Regions from separate parts of the Triticum aestivum genome. Here region 1 is linked to region 2. The links are chromatin contacts, called in public Hi-C maps. All regions are on one chromosome and are shown on one strand. The core of a region is the stretch at or near the end of the contact, and the rest is flanking DNA. Distances in the headings are between cores, read along the strand shown.

Evidence for each region. Hi-C and Micro-C count contacts between places; a contact is called where the count stands out from the background.
Region 1: a Hi-C map of leaf shows a contact between it and region 2, with 3 times the contacts expected there. The contact joins the promoter of LOC123129603 here to the promoter of LOC123127533 in region 2. A contact is called at or near these places in 2 of 5 Hi-C or Micro-C datasets (both in leaf).

Annotation. Positions count from the first base shown.
Region 1 is chr6A:352,377,765-352,384,446 of IWGSC CS RefSeq v2.1, reverse strand. It overlaps LOC123129603, which reads right to left and starts at 3,375. Exons shown (of 2, transcript XM_044549705.1): 1 at 3,190-3,375; 2 at 2,553-3,056. The coding sequence starts at 3,375. The coding sequence ends at 2,673.
Region 2 is chr6A:351,957,264-351,964,213 of IWGSC CS RefSeq v2.1, reverse strand. LOC123127533 (LRR receptor kinase SERK2) reads right to left here and starts at 3,984. Exons shown (of 12, transcript XM_044547264.1): 1 at 3,817-3,984; 2 at 3,491-3,735; 3 at 2,744-2,876; 4 at 2,590-2,661. The coding sequence starts at 3,851.

The DNA.
Region 1 (6,682 bases), core at 2,126-4,625, 420 kb before region 2:
GCGATTCCGCCGCCGCCTACCTGCGTGATTCCGCCGGCCACCTAAGTGACGGAATCGCCCACCCGACGGTCACCGAGCTGGTAGCCAAACGCTCTTTCCCCGCCCCCGCCTCTGCTGCTGCTGCTACGAATCCAATCACCGGCCCCGCCTCTCGTAGGCATTCCGCCGCCGCCTACCTGCTGGACGCATGAAGATGTTTGGAAACAAACAATCAATCATTTTTTGGAAGCAAATTAACAATCCATTTTTGGAAACAAACAATCAATATGATTCCACCAGGTTCCTCGAGATTGGAGTATATTTCCAAATAATTTCAGTGCACAATCAATCAATTTTATTTTGGAAAGAATCAATATGATTCCACCAATTCCTCAAGTCTGGAGTATATTTCCAAATATTTTCAGTGCACAATCAATCAATTTATTTTGGAAACAAATCAACGTTCCACCAGATTCCTCAAGACAGCAGTATATTTTTCAAAACAATCAATCAAATGTTGTAGTCTTGACCAGGAGAATAACATTTTCAATCAAAAAGTTGCAGTCTTTATACATACGGTTTTCTTCAGTTAGTCTTATGGGTCATCCAAAAAATGGTTCATTGGAACATTCTTGTTGACTGCTCCTTGTGGTCAAATTCCAAATTATTGTAAGGAGTTAACTGAATTTAGTTTCGGTAAAGTTTACAGTAAAGCCAAATTAACTGAATTTTCAGTAAATTTAACAACAGGAATTTTCTTGCTGGCATATCTGAGAAACTCTAATTTTCTCACAATTTATCTGAGAAACTCTAATTTCTCACGATTTTTTTGCACTGCAAATTCACACTGGCGTTGCAAATCGTCAGGTGTAGTACTGGCATTGCATTGCAAATTCACCCTATATAATCCCTCATGACAGTTAGATGGAGTAGCACTCTTGATTAACAGGACAAGAACATGGTGGCAACACTGTTAGATGGAGTAGCAACTAACAGGGTGTGTTTCAGAATTAACAGGAACATGGTGCATATCTAGACTTTGTGTACTCTTGATTGCGGTGATTTTGGTAGATAATGTACTCCAGCAACGACATCTAGACACACAAAATCTTCAGATCCTACTACTCCACATGTACTCCAGAAATCACAGTTTCAGAATTAACAATCTGACATTAAGAGTTAAGATTTACTGAACTTGGTGAAGGTAGATCAAAATTTCAGTGTGGCACTGAATTTGTAAACATCTGAATTACAACACAGGATATTGACAGTAAATAAATTAGGCTAGATTTTGGACACATTTTGTGCAATCACTGAACTACAATGGACAATTTTGTTAGCTAGCAGCTCCTGAAGGAATACCTGTCATTGGCCTGAATAACCTAGACCTGCCCACCATTGAGGAAGCATAAGTTAGCAGATGAGTAAATGTTGATGTTGGTTTGGATAATCAGAGTTATGACCAAGTTGCAAACATCAAACATCACATTTGGTACTGCAGGCACTAATGACTGAACATCACATTGCAGCGAGCTATAACAATTAAATCACTGAACTAGCATCAAAACCTACTATAGTCCTGCAGGCACAAAAAAGGAAGGGGAATGCTAAAAATAGCAGCTTGTTGAGCTGGTTCGTCAAGTTCAGGAATTTGCAGAGAGGTTCAATGCAATTCTTTGCAAACTGAATTTCAACATTTTTCCCGTGAAGCACAAAGATCACATCAAGCACAAGCACAGCGGGGCAATATCAAGCGATTGGGACGCGGCATGGGGCTGAAAGGGGCAAAGGGCCTGACCTTATCGTCAAGGACAAGCCGCAAGCGCGCCACGGCCTTGCTCTGCCTCCGCATCCGGCGGCCCCGCACGGCGATCCCGAGCAGCGCGATGGCGACGGGCACCGACCACGCGCTCCTCGCTGCGCGCGTCGCCCACAGTAGCAGCACCTCCACGGGAAGCCTCCACCACGGCGCCGCCGCCGCGGCCCCTCCCTTCGCACCGCACATGGTGACCTTGACGGCGTTCGCGAGTTCGTTAACGCACCGCAGCATGCCGGCGTGCGCGCCAATGCCGAAGGTGACCTCCTTTGCCGCATACTCGCGCATCCACTTCTTCTGCTCGGCCCCGCCGCCGCAGCGCCGAGGAGGAGGACCTGGAAATGGCCGCCGCCGAGTAGATCGAAGAAAAATCGAGCCTTCTCCTCGCCGTGGATCACCACGGGGAAAGAGGAGGGGAACAAGGAGAGGGAAGCTGCGGGGGAGGCGTGGGGTGGGGGAGGCGTGGGGTGGGGGAGGCTTGGGGCAGGAGAGCTCCGGCGACGCGGGGACCTGCGGGGGGCTGCGGAGGAGCCGAGCTGCCGAGGCGCGAGGGAGCACGACAGAGGGGCGGGGGAGACGACGGGGAGCTGCGGGTTTGTCGGGAATTCACTGGGGGTGTTTTCAGAAAAAGACCATGAAGACAACTTTTCCCGGACGGAGGGAGTAGTACTTACTCATAAAAGAAAATAAATGAAGGAAAACGACATGAATTTCTTCAGCCTGAGCAAACACCGCAAACAAATTCCAATAACACAGAGGAGTAAATGGTCCACATGGGAGCTTCATTAGGCAAGCAACCTAGCTAAGAAATATTTATTGCGTCCCTACTATGTGGTCGTACATGAAGCATCAAGAACACACATGCAAAAGGCTAGTTCTAACTGAATTTCGCTTTCAGTTGGCATTTCCTCAAACAGTCAAGTGCACCTATTAGTGTTTGTCTATCAAAAATATGAACACCCAAACATACATGATGGAATTCATATTCGCGCGAAAGGGGTACGCCAAGCTCCGTGATGCAAGCATGGAGGCGGTCGTCGCTTCCATACAGCCTGGGGTACCTCTCGATGCACACGTCGAGTGTCCGCGCGAGCACAGCGGCGAGGGGCCGTGGCTGAAATAGGTGTTGGCCGAGTGGCTCTCCGACGAGGCCCCGACGTACACCATCTCCCTCCAGTCGTACTTCCCGAGCACACCACCAGGTTGTCCGGGGACAGCACGGTGTCGTCGTCCACGAGCACCACCCACCGCGCGCCCCCGCCTCCCACAAGCCGCACGGCCTCGGCAGCGATGCGCGTGATCCGGAGCCCAGAAGGGTGGCCCGTCGGGTTGGTGTACCGGAAGCGCGAGGTGTCCTCGGACACCCGGATCGGCAGGAGCTAGTCCTCCCCGGCAGCGCTGGGCCCCGGCGCGCCGGGCGCGCTAGCGTCGAGCCAGACGTGGCCGCGCATGGAGGCGGGATCCCACCAGAGGCGGACATACTCGCGGCGGCACGACCAGAGGTGCGCCGAGCCCGCGATCTCGAAGACGATGCGAGCGAGCGAGAGCGGGGAGGACGCGTCGCCGGCTGCGCACCATCTTCAGCCGTCAGGACCTCACCTTCCCTACAGATCCATGACGATTTTGCTCCTTCCCTATCGCCGGCCTCTCCGCCACCTCGTGAGGCGTCCGCCGCCCGGGTCTCCGGCCTCTCAGCTCCAGCCCACACCGCTGGCCTCTTGGCCCTCCCCTGCTCTCTCACATCCGACGCCTTGCCTCCTATCCTCTTCCTCTCTTTCTCCCTCCTCTCCTTCTCTCTCTCCCTCTCATCTTCTCTCTCCTACGCGCCGCCGCTGTCGTCCTTTGCATCTGCCCACCCCTCTGCAGCTGCCGCAGGACACAACGGTGCAGCGACTGTGAGAGGGAGGAGGAGGAGGCACCGCGTGAGGAGTGGGTGTGGATCGCGCGTGTGGTTATGTCCGTCCAATCCCTATCCACATGCATCTGCCCACCCCTCTGCAGCTGCCGCAGGACACAACGACCGAAAATTCTAAACTTACGGGTAGCACCATAACTATGGCCCCACCTGTAATCCCTCCTCCCTCGTGAATTCAGTGGTGTGACCCCCGTTAATTTCCAATTAATTTACCCCACGTACTCCTGTAGATTGCAACCCGTAACAAATGTCCGTAGCTGTAGCAAAGTTGACACAACGACTCCCCACGACGCACGACGCACGATGCGGGCACCGCGTGAGGACCACTACGACAGGAACAGTTGACCGTGAAGATACAGCCACCCCAGCCGACGAGTGGGACCAGGATCAGCATCGGCCTACCCATCACAGAAGCGGGTGCAGAAACCAGGTACATACGCGTCGGCCAACCCCTTCGCTGCTCGCCCACAACGCACGACGCGGTCTGCGCACATCGAGCCACGCGACGCAGCGGGAATGGCTCACGCGAGAGATTTTAACCCAGCCAATCCAAGGCCTAGCAAAGCCCATCAGTCATCGTGCATCGACAAAACAACCGCAGGTCAAAACGAACTGCAAAAATCAAACGGCTGGCACACAAGCGTTGACGCGACCAGGCATGATCGAAGGGTCAGAACGATGCAAAATCGAAGGAGCTCTCGGGTGGGCCGGTCGTCCAGCCTCCTTATATGTTAGAATAACTCAAGGAGTCGATTACATATATAGATCTCAAAACAAAACTCAAAGCTAAATCATACTAAAACTTTATTCTACTAGATCAAGATATAACCAAAAGGATTGAATTAAGAAAAATGATAAAGGTAAAGGTGTGATGGTGATACAATACCGGGGCATCTCCACCAAGCTTGGCGGTAGCTAAGGGGAGTACCCATACCCATGTTTTTATGTTTCTTTCTTCGGAGGTGATGACGATGGAGTTGTTGATGTAGTGTCCTTTCTCAGCTTACGCTTGAGGATAGAATTTTCCTTCCTTAAGTCATCGATCTCCTGCTCAAACCTTAATATCTTTTTACATAGATCATGTTCGTTTTCCTGCAAGAGATGAAAAAGGATAAACTCGATCTTAATTTTCTTTGATTTATTAGGGAGACTTGACTTTTTGAACTCCACGTGCATGTCTCCAGGTTGGTATAGTGGGACTTCATCTTCTTCCGAGCTTGTCTCCTCCCTTCCCTTTGGATCATAGTCTTCTTCTTCCTCTGTGGTCCAACCATAATGCTCCACATCCCCGTAGGCCTTTGGGTTTGCGATATAATCAGCTATATAGCTCCCTCTCTCTGAATCTTGGGACGACATATTTTCAAATTTGTCAAGGCAAAACAGCAAGAAACAAGAACAAAGAATTTTATCGTGGTATAGTGGTCAAAACCTTCAGAAAATTATATAATGAATTTTTACCGACCAAAAGAAGTATTGTGCAAGAAAACAAAGTCCGGAGGGCACACGAGGTGGCCATAAGGCAGGGGGCGCCCAGGGGGTAGGGCGCGCCCTCCACCCTGGTGGTCTCCTCATGCATATTTCGGACTACTTTTAATTTTCCTAATTTTTAAATATTCTAGAATGGAGAAAAATTGCCATTAGAACAGTTTTGGAGTCGATTTACATATCGTACCACATACCTATTCCCTTTTAGAGTCTGAAACGTTTTGGAAATTATCCCTTATGTACTCCTCCGGTGTTATGGTATTAATTATATTGGACTCAACATTTATGAGAGTACCTGAGATATAATGTTCGATTCTTTGACTGTTTACCACCTTCGGGTTGGTGCCTTCGGCGTTGTTGATTTTGATGGCACCAGAATGATAGACCTCCTCGATAATGTAAGGACCTTCCCATTTAAAGAGAAGCTTTCCTATAAAAAAATTTAAACGAGAGTTGTATAGCAAAACATGATCACCTACATTAAACTCATGCTTTTGTATCCTTTTTCATGCCATCTTTTAACCTTTTCTTTTAACAACTTGGCATTTTCATAGGCTTGGGTTCTCCATTCATCAAGCGATCTTATGTCAAATAATCTCTTCTCGCCGGCAAGTTTGAAATCATAGTTGAGCTCTTTGATTGCCCAATAAGATTTATGTTCTAGCTCAAGAGGTAAGTGACATGCTTTTCCATAAACCATTTTATACAGAGACATACCCATAGGATTCTTATAGGCAGTTCTATAAGCCCATAATGCATCATCAAGTTTCTTAGACCAGTTCTTTCTAGACCTATTAACAGTCTTTTGAAAATCAATTTAATCTCTCTATTGCTCAATTCTACTTGACCACTAGACTGACAGCGATATGGAGATGCAATTCTATGGTTGACATCATATTTAGCAAGCAATTTACGGAAAGCACCATGAATAAAATGTGAACCACCATTAGTCATCAAATATCTAGGGACTCCAAACCTCGGAAAAATAATTTCTTTAAGTATCTTAATATAAGTGTTATGATCAGCACTACTAGTTGGAATAGCTTATACCCACTTAGTAATATAATCAACAGCAACTAAAATATGTGTACACCCATTTGAGGAAGGAAAAGGTCCCATATAATCAAATCCCCAAACATCAAATGGTTCAATAACAAGTGAATAATTCATAGGCATTTCCTGACGTCTACTAATATTGCCAATTATCTGGCATTCAGCACAAGACAAGACAAACTTATGAGCATCCTTAAAGAGAGTAGGCCAATAAAAACCAGATTGCAATACCTTATGTGCAGTTCTATCTCTAGCGTGGTGTCCTCTCTAGGCCTCGGAGTGGCACTTGCGTAGGATCTGTTCCTGTTCATGCTCAGGTGCACAACGTCTAATAACATCATCTACTCCTTCTTTATAAAGGTGTGGGTCATCCCAAAAGTAATGTCTTAAATCATAGAAAAACTTTTTATTTTGTTGTTATGTGAAACTAGATG
Region 2 (6,950 bases), core at 2,735-5,234:
CATTCAGTTTTGTCTCCTGTTCCCAACCCTAGCCACCGCTCCAAAAGGTCTCCTCCATGCCGTCACCTCGGCCCCCCTCCTCTCCCACATCTGGCGGCCTCATCATCCGTTTTGTTTTTCTTTCCCTAACGTTTTGTTTCCCTAGCGGCATCGACGAGGTGGGCGTGTTGGAATAAGGTCTATCCACCCCCCCCCCCTCCCCCTACCTCGACGACGACAAAGGGCCTGCCAGATCTGTTGGCTCTCTTTAGTTTGTGTGTCTATCAAGGAGAGCAGTTGGTTGGCCATTGGTGTGGCTACTTCGACATCTTCTTCAATGTTGTTATGCGGCATGGTCCGGTTTTCTCTCCAACTCTCTAGACCAGTGGTAATGGATCGTAAGCCTGTTCTGCGTAGTGTGATGCTCCAGCCGATGTTTCTTCAGCGATTTCTAGATCTCGTCCCAAGCGGCGAGTGGCTATTCCGGTCTTTAAAGTACGGTATGGCGAGGGCATTTGCAGGTGTCCCTGTCCTTTACTGTTGGTTCAGTGCAATTTTCAATCTCCGGCAGGCGGTGTACAATCAAAGGAAGAAGGCTAGTATGATTTTCAATGTAATTTTATTTTTTACTGGTCAATTCTGTGTCCAGTTATCTTTCCACTGTGCTGGCTTTTTTCCTTGATAATTATCAGATCTAAGACGCCCTTTGGGTGCCTTTTCTTCAAGATTTTTTTTGGACATTTCTGACAGTCCTAGCAAATGCGGTAGCAAATCTACAAGGATTATGTGCCACATAGGTTACAGAGTTTCTGGATATAAAAAAAGGGGCAGACTGGTGCACGTAGCTCCCACTTGCGCAGGGTCCAGAGGGAAGGGTCCGACCACTTTGGGTCTTCTGTACGCAGCCTTTCCCTACATTTCTGCAAGAGGCTGTTTCCAGGACTCGAACCCGTGACCATGGTCACAAGGCAACAGCTTTGCCGCTGCACCAAGGCTCCCAAACTAGGATTGTGCATTTAGGTTACAGAGTTTCTGGATATCTACCCAAAATATTTGAAGCTTCATCGCAAGGTTCAGTTCACTATCGTTGTGCACAAGGATCTTGTCTGTACGGCTAGTGCTAAGATACGGTAAACAGATTAGTTAGGCCATCTCCGCCAAAGACGGTACACTACTGCAGGGCAGTGATGCAGGTTGGGAGGGGCTTTTGGCATTGGAGTAAAATTTAGGAGGCAGGTGTGCCATTCGTGACCAATCATAACTCGTGTGAAGGGTATAAATAGACCCAACTTAGTAAATCAAATAGCAAGTTAACTCATATGTAATCCCACAGTGAGTGCATTACAGGCTTGAGAGATGCCAAACCCTAGTTTGGGACCAGCTGTCTTCCACATGCTTAGAGGCCCTGAGGCCGAGGAGTGAGGAGAGAAAATCAGGAATGGGAGGATAGAGACATAGAGTAATTACTGCTTTCCCTTACTGATACTTCAATCCCCTTCTATAGAGGGGTTTCAACCAGACATAACTCTAAATTCAATATAGCTTCCCTGATTCAACACCTGCTCTTACTTCAAACTCCTAGCCATTAAGTGTTGGTCAATGAATAACAATCCTAGATTCAGCCCAACCACAGATAAATCTTGTGTCTGACCATTAATAGCCCTAAATCTCCGGCAGTAGGAGGGTTCCCACGTGAGTGTCATCACCCCTCTTCATGGCAAACAACTCACCCTGAAGCTGGGAAAAGGTTAGTGCTGCTTGGTTTGTGCAATATTCTCCTATACAGCCTCACTCTGGAAGACAAGTCCATCTTACCAAGATTTGCCTAGTTCCATGAGCATGGCAGGTACATAGGACGAAAGACATAGTTCAAAGTACACACCCTTGCAACATGACGGGAATCATGGTACCAATCTTCCATTGATCACAAACAAGAATGTGCCAGATAATGAAACTTGGGATGCCATGCACCTAATCAAATAAGACCTGAGCCATAGAGCTAAGTGAATAAGGATGATGTAGAGGGACGAAGTGGGCATATTTGGAGAAGTTGCCGATGATCGTCAGGATAGCCAATTTGACACAGAAGGAAACCTTCGGCGAAGTTCATAGCAATATCAGGCACACACTGATGAAGGGCTACTCGATTAGTTGATTAGTTGCACTGTCGGCACATGATCTGACCTTTCACCACTGCCCATGTCATGTGGAACTACCGAGACCTGGTTAGCGGCAGCTAGGCAGAAGAGTTGGGCACACCTAAGGTTGCAGAACCCAAGTTGCTTAGTGTTGATATTTCTTGCCAAGTAAGTTAGGACTCCAGGAGTTGGAGATAAGTTAGGGAAGTGCTTGAATTAGGAAAGGATTTCTTTAAGTGGAGTGTATCTGCGGTTGTAACCCCTCTATGTAAGGCATGTGTTCCTCTAGAGTACAATAGATGCAAGTCACACAATCGACACCAAACGATTAAGAGTAAATAAACAATAAGATGTTATATGAATATATGAAGTGGCAAGATTTTAGTACTACATTTTACTGAATTTGCATGTAAGATGTCTTAAGTGCCAGTCTACAGTTTGAAAAAACTAGTGCATTGCATCCAGAACTTACAAATATTGGAGATTTTTCAGCTGCCCAAGCTGGGACACTAGTACACCGGATAATTGTGCATTTCCAAGGTCACTGAAAAGAGCAAAAGGGTATTATGAAGATGATCACTCTTGAACCCTTTGGTATGCATGCTGAGAGTTTTTCGTCAACTTACACTCTAATTACACTGTTATCATTGTTACATGTAACATGAAACCATGTACAAGGATTAACAAGAGTGGGATCCCAACTCTGCAATACATTGTTGCTATCCTTCAGACTCTGACGCAGGTTATACAGAGCATCACCTATTATCGACAAAAGGTAAATTAGCATGGGCCGACAGATAGAAGCTTATGAAGAATATATAAAGAAGCTCCTTGAGTGACTATATATGGAACAGTATTGCAAAGAAACAGGTATGCTGGGCAAAAGCTATGTAATCATCATCAAAGTAAATATACTATCAAGCAGCTCATCAATTTGTATACTGTTTGATGATGCAATTGTGCAAAAAAGGATTTCTTATCACTAGCCTTTATAAGAATGCACCCGCCTTGACTCAAACACAGATCAAATGAAATATCTCACCTGAGAGTCAAAATAGCAATTCCTCATTAGCGTGTTTTCTTCCACTTTGGAAGGAATAAGAAGAAAGGAACCAGATTTCTATCCTTACACACACAAAGCAGACCAATCAGGCCCAACTAGTAGAGACTATGAAAATCAACTATACGGAACCATAAATTCCCTTCCAACCAATTCGACTACACGAATAGGAAAGTACAGGATGAGACCGCCCGCCCAACCCTTCATCTCAAGCTTGTGCTAATAAAAGCAACCGAAAATCAGTAACCATACACCAAACCAACCGACCAGCATCCCCACATCAACGGCCATGTAGCAGATCAAAGCAGCTTACCCTCCGTGTTGGCGAAGACATGGCCCACCCCCGCAACAACCATCAACACAGCGACGACCACCGGTCGCCACCTCCCTCTCCCCAACACCGCCGCCGCCATTCCTGCTCTACCGCCTACTGGGCCCCACCTCACCGACGCATAGGCGGCCCCCGCCGGTTCTCCCTTCCCCCAGATCCCCCGAGCAGTACGGATCTGCTGGACCGCCGCGTCGCCGTTGATAGCTTTCTTCCTCCCTCTCTCTTCCCTGATGAAAGCGAGGAACGGGTGGGATAAATTTCTCTAGTAGCTTTAATTAAGTTCGTAGTGCGTGTGTGTATGCTCCAACCTGTAGTAAATTGTTCTACTGGGCGACGGGACCATCGCCTATGCTGGGGGAGGAGAAGGCTACAGCTTACAGGAATCTTACAACTTGGCCGACTTGTGGGTCACGGAGTTGAGGGCCCACATGAAAGCGAGAGGGAGTAGTGGTGGAGGAGTACATGGGGTGTTGCGGTGGGGCTAGTGAGAAGAATACGGAGCGAAACTACTTCACAGACGATACTGCTGGACGATTCAGCGACGATATGTTTAATCCACTGGCTGTGTTGCACCTAGTCCTTTATATAGATGGTCTGATTTGCATTATCGTCCAAGAATCGTCCAAGAGTATCGTGTGCATAGCAGCACTCAATACGGAGGGAGCAGCTGACGGTGCGCCAAGGATCTCGTGGACGCGGTCCTTTTCGCCCCCTCGTCGCCCCTAGAGGCTAGAGCAAAATCATTGTTTTGACCTTGTGAACCAAGGAATAAGTATCTTTTTACTACTAAAAATGAAGTAGTTGGTAGCTTGATAGTTCGGTTTATTTTCGTCTGATTTTATTTTCTTCCACCTCCCACCATCCCTGTACCATTGGTTTTTATCTTTTTACAGATCATTGCAAAAGGGGTAAAAATCACGTACTTCTAAGATTGCACTTACCTTATGTTGTTGCTTCCGTGCACTTGCAACATCCCCTTTGCCTAGAAAAAAAAAATCACGCACAAAATCTCTGCTATCTCTGACTATATGGTATGTCCTGTGAGACACCTACCAAAACATATGTCTGTTCCGTAACAAAAGATCACATACCAAAAAACTAGAAAACACGCATGCGCAGGCCATCCAAATCAGTTCAGATCAATCATTCCTTAAACACACATGGGCAGGCCATCCAAATCAATCACCCCCGCATCCGTAAGCATCTCTACTATTAAAGCTCAGAGAAAAAATCAGCACTGCGTCTTTTGTTTCCCGATGTACGTTTACGGTCTCTTCTGTCTCCCTCTTGGCCAGTTAGGGTTTCCCACACCCGATTTACTCTCTTCGCCATCGCCGACACTCCCTTCCCTCGCTCCCGACTCCCGAGATGCACCAATGTTTCCCTCCATGTCCACCCATCGATGACGGCCTCAAGGAGGATCTGGATTGGCGTCGCCGCCGGTGAGGCGCGACTCCTCAACCTACTCTGAGTGGCGGGGGTTCGAACTCCTTCGAGCATGTAGTAGGCGGAAATCCTTTCGTCTTGCTTCTCGGCTTGGTTGTTGATCTACTCACAACACGGCAACATGTGCTATTACCTGAGAGGAAGAGACTACGAAGACGGTAAGGGACGACTCCTGTGGCATGGAAAAAACCGGTAGGCAATATATTGTCACGTGAAAAATCACGGGCAATAGTGCTTGTTGATCTGATGTCATTTATATGACTGATCAAAGACAAGCTTATATATTGTTTCCCTCTCCTACCTTTAATTGGCATCCATCTTAGCACCTTTTTAAAAAAAATTAACAAAGCATTCTTCTAATTGTGTAGGTGATGATGGAGTAAATACCGGGTTGTAACCTTATGTATGCATCTTGTTGGGTGTGTTATTGAATTTCCATTGAAGAACAACTTGAATTTGAGATCATTTTCTTACAATAGTTAATTTTGTATTGTCATCATAATTTATGCTTAAACATTAACATGTATAGATAAAATTCTACGAATAATGGTTTTCGTTTTCCAATACAATATGGATAGATAAACTTCTAGGGCTACAAAGATTTCTGATTCTATATTGCAAGTTTATTATCATATTTTTCTATTTTCGCAGTTATCTCTATCTCACATGACTGCTTTGCTTTCATAAGGTAATATACTTCTCTCACAAGGAAATTACAGAAGTAACATCATTTATAATTCTCTATTACACATGTGTTCCTTACTCATCAAATTGCATATTTCTTGCCTTACTCGTTATTCTTTATATCGTTCACTCTATCTTTTTTTGAGTGACCATTGTACGGTGCCTACAGGAAAGTAAAGATATTCTGCAACATGTATGCATCTCATATCCCACAGATTTGGGCAGACATTTTGTTGCTCATGGAGATGTATCTGGTTAGTTTGTTTCACCCGTTTAATAAATATAATTCTTTCCAATATAATTTTATTCCAAGCTATATGTCTGCTCAATGAATTTTATATGCGTGTACGATTTCACAAATGAAGCAGAATAAACTCCAACGTTTTACCTTTTGTTCTCTTTATAATGTGAAAGATTACAACACTTCCAATTTGTAACACCCACGATGCGGCTATATCTCCCACGTGTCGGAGCACGACTTAGAGGCATAACTGCATAGTAGGCATGTCGCAAGAGGGGTAATCTTTACACATCCCATGTACTGAATAAGAAAGTGATAAAGAGTTGACTTACAATCGCCACTTCACACAATACATAAGTATATCATACATCATCCAGAATACAATCAAGGTCCGACTACGGAACCAAAATAAAGAAAGACAACCCCAATTGCTAGATCCCCGATCGCCCCAACTGGGCTCCACTACTGATCAAACGGAAAAGACACAAAACAACGACTAAGATCTTCATCGAGCTCCCACTCGAGCTTGGTTGCGTCACCTGCTCTGGCATCATCGGGACCTGCAACTGTTTGGAAGTATCTGTGAGCCACGAGGACTCAGCAATCTCACACCCGCGAGATCAAGACTATTTAAGCTTATGGGTAGGAAAGGGGCAGTGAGGTGGAGCTGTAGCAAGCACTAAGCATATATGGTGGCTAACATACGCAAATAAGAGCGAGAAGAGAAGCAACGCAACGGTCGTGAACTAAAAGTGATCTAGAAGTGATCCTGAAACTACATACGTTCAAGCATAACACAAGAACCGTGCTCACTTCTCGGACTCCGCCGGAAAGAGACCATCACGGCTACACACGCGGTTGATGCATTTTAATTAAGTTAAGAGTCAAGTTTTCTACAATCGGACATTAACAAATTTCCATCTGCCCATAACCACGGGCACGGCTTTTGAAAGTTCAAAACCCTGCAGGGGTGTCCCAACTTAGCCCATCACAAGCTCTCACGGTCAACGAAGGATATTCCTTCTCCCAGGAAGACCCGGTCAGTATCGGAATCCCGGTTACAAGACATTT